2 separate regions of the Athene noctua genome follow, and region 2 is linked to region 1. Evidence: chromatin contacts called from public Hi-C data. All regions are on one chromosome and are shown on one strand. The core of a region is the stretch at or near the end of the contact, and the rest is flanking DNA. Distances in the headings are between cores, read along the strand shown. Region 1 holds the start of TCEA2 (transcription elongation factor A2). Region 2 holds the start of UCKL1 (uridine-cytidine kinase 1 like 1).

Region 1 (3,501 bases), core at 157-2,656:
CTGGTTTGGGGGATGAATCGAAACGTGTCTTGCATATCTGGGGAGTGGCTCTTGCTCGAGGGAATCCCAAAGGTCTGTCCAACTCCATGAGAGCTACCATAAAGATTAGCAAGCTGGCAGCTTTAGGTACCTAATGGGCATCTTGGGGATCAGCCACCCCAGAGAGGTTTAAGATCTGCTCAATCCTCCCCACCTTTGTGTGCTGGTAAAGTTACCTCTGCCCTCAGTGACTCAGTTGCCAGAGGACAGAGCGAGGCTGGAGGGGAGCTCAGGGAGCCCTGGTTCCCAACGCCTCATTGTGCAGCCTGAGGCCACACGTAGCACATCTCCATGCTTTCGCTTGATCGGCAGCCCCGCCGAGGCAGGACACGGCCGCTCTTTACCAGCACAGTCAGGGCCTTCTCTGAAACATCCGTGCTTGGCAAGGGCTGTGAAGCCGGCTGTTGCAGGAGGAGGCTTCGACGTTGTCCCCCTGCCAGGAACCAGCTGGAGAGAGCAACAATATTCAGCATCGAGCGAGTCCCATCGTGCAGCTCCCGGGGGAACGTGCTGCCCTCACGCAGTCTACGAGTGCCACCTACAGGGGGGCTACGTGCCCTGGCCTGGGCACCCCCAAGCCATCCGTTCCCTCTCCACCCTTCTGTTAATTAGTCCCAAGTTCCTAAGGTCACGCTGGACTGGCTGCACAGCCCCACGTCTCCGTTTAGCCAGGCAGCGGGGCTAACCGCAGCACTGAGAGTAACCCACAGCAGGACTGCTGCCATAGGTGATATTCTTGTGGTGCTCAGTCACTGCTGGAGCTGCTTCCCTGGCCCCGAACACCACAGGATTGCTGATTCGAGTCGTCTTCAAGGCAGCGCTGCGGCTCCATCGGGATCAGCTCACCTGCGGCTGGTGCAGGAGTGAAGCGAGGCCCACCTGTGGTGGGGCTGGGCAAGTTACAAAGAGCAGGGCTCCCTGCTCCCACCCTGCCTGGGGTGTGTGTGGGTGCAGCGGTGCTCAGGCCTCTGTGGTGGTGGGGCCGCCTGAGGCCCAGCTCAGTGAGCCCTCGGCTGGGGGCGCTCCCCGAGGGATGGGGCAGCATCCACCTGGGGGGTGCCAGGCTGAGGGAGACGTGACCTGGCTCAGTCACAGATGCCCCGCGGCAACAACTTGGGACACGTGTGTCCCTGCTGTCTCAAGGAGCCCTGAAACGGCACCGCGAGGGGAGACCACGGCGCTCCCCTTCCGCGCTCCCGCAGGGCGGCGGCCGGCGGGCCGTGAGGGGACGGACTACAGCCCCCACAATGCCCCGCGGCAAGGGCCGGGCGGGCGCGGGGCACGCTGGGAGTTGTAGTCCCGCCGCGCGGCAGGAAGAGGCGGGCGGCCCCTCTGGAGGACTACAACTCCCATCGTGCCGCGCGCGCCGCCCGCCCTGACTGCGGTACCGGGGGCTGTGGTGGGCACCGGGCAGCCGCCGCCAACCCCCCCCTCCCTCCCGCCTCCTTCCCCCGCCTCGTCCGGCCCCCGGGACCGGCCGCCGCGGGGAGCGGCGCGATGGGCGGGGAGGAGGAGATCGTGCGTATCGCCAGGCGGTTGGACAAGATGGTGGCCAAGAAGAGCGCGGTGAGTGGCGGCGGCCGGGCCCCCGCAGCCCGGTTGGGGTCAGGGGGCCTCCCCCTTTACCCGGTTTCTGGTCCAGCGGCCGGGGCCGCCTCCTCCGCGGGGCTCCTGTTCTCGCTGCCGCGCTGTAGGGCCCCCCCCTACTTCTCCCTCAGTGCCCGTTATGAGGGGGACCCCCCCTTTCCTCATCCCCCATTTTGGGGGCCTCGCTCTCTGTGCGGCCCCCGTCGCTGTGGTGGAGCAGAAGCCTCCCCCCAGGCAAGGTGGGGTTCTCTCCCCGGGACCGGCTTGCAGTGGGGTGGGCTCCCTCCCCGTGGGCTCCGGTGTAGGATCCACCCCTTTCCATCGCGCTGTCTGTTACTGGGGGGCGGTGGCTCCATGTTTTCCCCCCCCCTTGCTGCTGTGACAACCCATCCTTCCCACGCTGTGCCCCCCACCCGGGCCTCATGCACCCCCTGCCCCACAGCTCAGCACCCTGGGGTTCACCCTGTGCTGCCTGCTGGGGTGTTTCCCCCCAGGGCAGCATCCTCAGCCCTCCGCCCCCCTCCATCCCATTGGGGCCCTTGGCAAGGGGGATCCTTGTGCACTGCCCCCCAGCACTGGCCTGGGGCTCTGTTGTGCCCTCAGGAAAACCCCCAGTGCTTCTGTATTTGCCTCCTGCATCCCCATCCCATGCTAGCACCACTTCTGCTCACTCTCATGTGGCCTTTGGAGCGTGGAGGGCTGGCCTTGCCGCTCTCTGCACGCTGTGGGTCTCGCAGGGTGTGTTGTAGCTGTTGTCGCTGTCTGGGGGGGACAGAGCAAGTATTTCCCTGCCCAATGGGCTCTGTGTGTTGCTGCTCCTACGAGGACAAAGTGTTATGCAAGTGCTAAGGCAGCAAGATGGGTGCTGAGGGTTTGTGAAGGAGGTAGGCTGTCGATCTATGTTTGGGATGGGGGAGAGGGCTTTTTGGGCCAGGGAGGGCTGTGGGGAAGGGGAAGGGGTGGGCGAGGAGGGGAAGGGCTTTGGGGAATGTGTATTTGGGTGATGGGGTGCGGTTGTCATGTGAACTTCTGGAGGCTGGACTGGCTCTGCCAGCCGTGGATAGGGGTGAGTGCTGGCACTCATGTAGCTGTTGTAACAACCCAGGGAAGCGCGTTTGGGCTAAACTGCAGCCTGTGATGTCTGTTCCCGTTGATGGCAGGTTTTCAACACCATTGTTGAAATAGGAAAGGAGCAACCTTGCAGAATTTGCTTCCAAGCTTCATTGAGAGAGAGAGGCAGCTTCTTAAACTGAGCGGTATGCAACGTTTCCTCTTGGTTGGCATTTTATATGGTACTGAACCGTAGCGTGTTTACTGTATATCGGCTAACTTGCAAACTCTTCCTGCAGGATGGTTGCCTGGAGTACCTGTTTGTTACTCTAGTTTTTGCATGGATCCCCATTTGCTGCCACTGTGCCAAGTGGCTCCATTTCTGATAACGGAGACAGGAATCACCGGGTCATTTTGTATGTTAAGGGCTGGATTTAATGGAGCCCGTTTGGCTGTTGGAGGAACGGAAAGGTGTGAAACTGCCTGAGTGGGAAGTCGCTCGCTCTGGGTACGGTAACGTGTGGTTTATGCTGGTGTGAGTTGCTTGTGTGCGCGCGCTCAAAGCTTTTGACTTTGCTTTGATTTGGCTTTCTCAGCATCTGTTCTGTAGGGTGGCACTGGCAGCTGGGGAATCGGAAACGGCCCTTCTGCGTAGGGAGGACTGGATCCCAGGACAGGGTCTGTCAGTGCAGGCTGCTTCGCTTCTCTACGATCGTAGGCTCTGTAGGTCTTGCGCTGCAAATGGGCTTGGAGTGGTTGGTGTTTTAAATGTGCTGTTAAATGTGAGCAATAGATGGCCTTGTGTGGAAGGGGGATGGGAGGAAA
Region 2 (3,362 bases), core at 221-2,720, 150 kb before region 1:
GGAAGAATCTGCTCAAGGGATGGAAGAACCTACCCAAGGGATGGAGGCATCCATCCAAGGGACAGAGGGACTTGCCCAAGGGATGGAGGGACATCCATGGGATTGGAGAGACCCTCCTGCCACCCCACTGCCAGCAGCTCCAGAAGTGCCGGGCAGCTGCCCGTCAGCCCCGCCGCGCCGTGCCCGCGCCGTGTCCCTCCTGCAAACCCACCCAACGTCCCACCCGCCTCTCCCCGGCCCGTCGCCACGTTCCGCCGCCATCCTGGCCCGGGCAGAGCCACCCCGGAGCAGCTCAGCCCACACACGCTCTCTCCCAGCTCTATTAAGGCCTCCGATTCCTAACGACAAAAGGACAAACATTTCCCTCTTCAAACCCAATTATCTCGCTGCTATTTATACCCAAGGAGGGCCGCGGGAACCGGTCACCCCCGCCCCAGCGCCTCGCTCCGCGCTGGAAGGGGCTCGGTTATACAACCCGGTTACTCATTCCTCGGGGCGGCTCCTTCCTCCCCTCCTCATCCTCAGCCTCCCTGCGACCCGCCACTGACTCACAGGAAGGGCAAAGGCGACGCCGTCGCAGGCAGCTGCCAGATTCGTTATTTAAGGCGCTGAAAAATCCCCGGGGTTGGTTCGGCGCAAGCTGCAGGGCTGGTATCCTCGAAGCCAGGATGTTCACATCCCTAAAACCAGGTTTATCCCCGCTCTGGTGACATTCCAAAGCTGGTTATTTGGCGTTTGGGAGCGGTGTCGCTCCTCCACGCTTGAGGATTGTGTTGAAAATGGGAGCGGGGAGGGGGGAAAAAAAATAACCTGAATCCGTCACGGTTGGGGGTTTTGGTTTTGTGGTTTTTTTTTTTTTTCGGTAGCAAACTCAGTTTTTCCCGCTCCGCCAGCACCTTGTGCTCGTTGGAGCGGAGGCATGCGGCAGCTCGTTTGCAAATTAAATGAGATTAAGGTAATTAAAAATTTTTTTTAAAAAATTAAAAAACAAAAAGGGGGGTGGTTAGGAAAAACCGAGCGATGGAAACGAGCCCGGTTTGGAAATGATTTTTTTTTTGGGGGGGGGGGGCTATTTGCAGCGGGAAGCATCCGTAGTGGTGTTTGCTGGGATGGGGAGAGGCAAAGGGGTTGTTTGTTGGGTTTTTTTCTGGTTTTTTTTTTTTTTCGAGAGGGAGGGAGGTGAGAGGGAAAGGAGCGATGGGATCGGGGAGGCCCCACTCGCGGAAGTGGGACGGGACCGGGATCGCAACGCCCCGGAGCCGCCGGTTCCCGGCGGCTCCGGGGCGTTGCGATCCCGGTCCCGTCGCGGGTGGGGTTGTAACGGGGAGTGGGGGGGGGGGGGGAGAGGATGCCGGGTGCGGGGGGGGGGGTTCTTACCTGTCGTGCGGCTCCACCGGAGCCCCCTCGGCCACCGGGGCCGCGGCCATGGTGCTGCCGGGGAGAGGCGGGAGCGGGCGGGGAAGCGGCGGGGACCGGGGCGGTGCAGCCGCGGGGCTCCCCGGGACTTGTAGTGCGGGACCGGGGAACGGAGAGAGGCGGCGGGGGGGGGGGGAGTGAGGGTGCAGGTGGGTGCTGTGGGTGCAGGGGGGTGCTTTAGGGGGGCAGATGGGTGCTGTGGGTGCTTTAGCGGGGCAGGTGGGTGCTTTAGGGGGGCAGATGGGTGCTGTGGGTGCTTTAGGGGGGCAGGTGGGTGCTTTAGGGGGGCAGATGGGTGCTGTGGGTGCTTTAGGGGGCAGGTGGGTGCTTTAGGGGGGCAGATGGGTGCTGTGGGTGCAGGTGGGTGCTTTAGGGGGGCAGATGGATGCTGTGGGTGCTTTAGGGGGCAGGTGGGTGCTTTAGCGGGGCAGATGGGTGCTTTAGGGGGGCAGATGGGTGCTGTGGGTGCAGGTGGGTGCTTTAGGGGGGCAGATGGATGCTGTGGGTGCTTTAGGGGGCAGGTGGGTGCTTTAGCGGGGCAGATGGGTGCTTTAGGGGGGCAGATGGGTGCTGTGGGTGCTTTAGGGGGCAGGTGGGTGCTTTAGCGGGGCAGATGGGTGCTTTAGGGGGGCAGATGGGTGCTGTGGGGTGCAGGGGGGTGCTTTAGGGGGGCAGATGGGTGCTGTGGGTGCTTTAGGGGGGCAGGTGGGTGCTTTAGGGGGGCAGATGGGTGCTGTGGGTGCTTTAGGGGGCAGGTGGGTGCTTTAGGGGGGCAGATGGGTGCTGTGGGTGCTTTAGGGGGGCAGATGGGTGCTGTGGGTGCAGGTGGGTGCTTTAGGGGGGCAGATGGATGCTGTGGGTGCTTTAGGGGGCAGGTGGGTGCTTTAGCGGGGCAGATGGGTGCTTTAGGGGGGCAGATGGGTGCTGTGGGTGCAGGTGGGTGCTTTAGGGGGGCAGATGGATGCTGTGGGTGCTTTAGGGGGCAGGTGGGTGCTTTAGCGGGGCAGATGGGTGCTTTAGGGGGGCAGATGGGTGCTGTGGGTGCTTTAGGGGGGCAGGTGGGTGCTTTAGCGGGGCAGATGGGTGCTTTAGGGGGGCAGATGGGTGCTGTGGGTGCTTTAGGGGGCAGGTGGGTGCTTTAGGGGGGGCAGATGGGTGCTGTGGGGTGCAGGGGGGTGCTTTAGGGGGGCAGATGGGTGCTGTGGGTGCTTTAGGGGGGCAGGTGGGTGCTTTAGGGGGGCAGATGGGTGCTGTGGGTGCTTTAGGGGGCAGGTGGGTGCTTTAGGGGGGCAGATGGGTGCTGTGGGTGCTTTAGGGGGGCAGGTGGGTGCTTTAGGGGGGCAGATGGGTGCTGTGGGTGCTTTAGGGGGCAGGTGGGTGCTTTAGGGGGGCAGATGGGTGCTGTGGGGTGCAGGTGGGTGCTTTAGGGGGGCAGATGGGTGCTGTGGGTGCTTTAGGGGGCAGGTGGGTGCTTTAGGGGGCAGGTGGGTGCTTTAGGGGGGCAGATGGGTGCTGTGGGTGCTTTAGGGGGCAGGTGGGTGCTTTAGGGGGGCAGATGGGTGCTGTGGGGTGCAGGTGGGTGCTTTAGGGGGGCAGATGGGTGCTGTGGGTGCTTTAGGGGGCAGGTGGGTGCTTTAGGGGGGCAGATGGGTGCTTTAGGGGGGCCGGTGGGTGCTGTGGGGTGTGGGTGGGTGCTGTGGGTGCTGTGGGGCAGCCGCGCAGGAGCACCCAGCGCCCACACAGCACCCCGCAGCCCAGCAGAGCTGGGGGGCAGCGGGGGGATCTGGGTGGCCCCGCGCCCTGAACAGGTCACTGGGTGCTGGGGAGCAAAGGGCCGGGTCCCCCCCAGCCCCGCGGGGGCCTCGGGCACAGGACGGGACCTGCTCGGCCTCACGCTCCCTTCTCCCACCCGGGACCCCCGGGGCTGCGCTTTGTGGTGCCACTTT

The links. Hi-C and Micro-C count contacts between places; a contact is called where the count stands out from the background.
Region 2: a contact with region 1 is called in a Hi-C map of heart, with 4 times the contacts expected there. The contact joins the promoter of UCKL1 here to the promoter of TCEA2 in region 1. A contact is called at or near these places in 2 of 2 Hi-C or Micro-C datasets (heart and liver).

What each region holds. Positions count from the first base shown.
Region 1 is chr16:15,511,148-15,514,648 of bAthNoc1.hap1.1, reverse strand. It overlaps TCEA2 (transcription elongation factor A2), which reads left to right and starts at 1,406. Exons shown (of 12, transcript XM_074919957.1): 1 at 1,406-1,605; 2 at 2,787-2,882; 3 at 2,976-3,184.
Region 2 is chr16:15,661,221-15,664,582 of bAthNoc1.hap1.1, reverse strand. UCKL1 (uridine-cytidine kinase 1 like 1) reads right to left here and starts at 1,470. Exons shown (of 15, transcript XM_074920515.1): 1 at 1,378-1,470. The coding sequence starts at 1,427.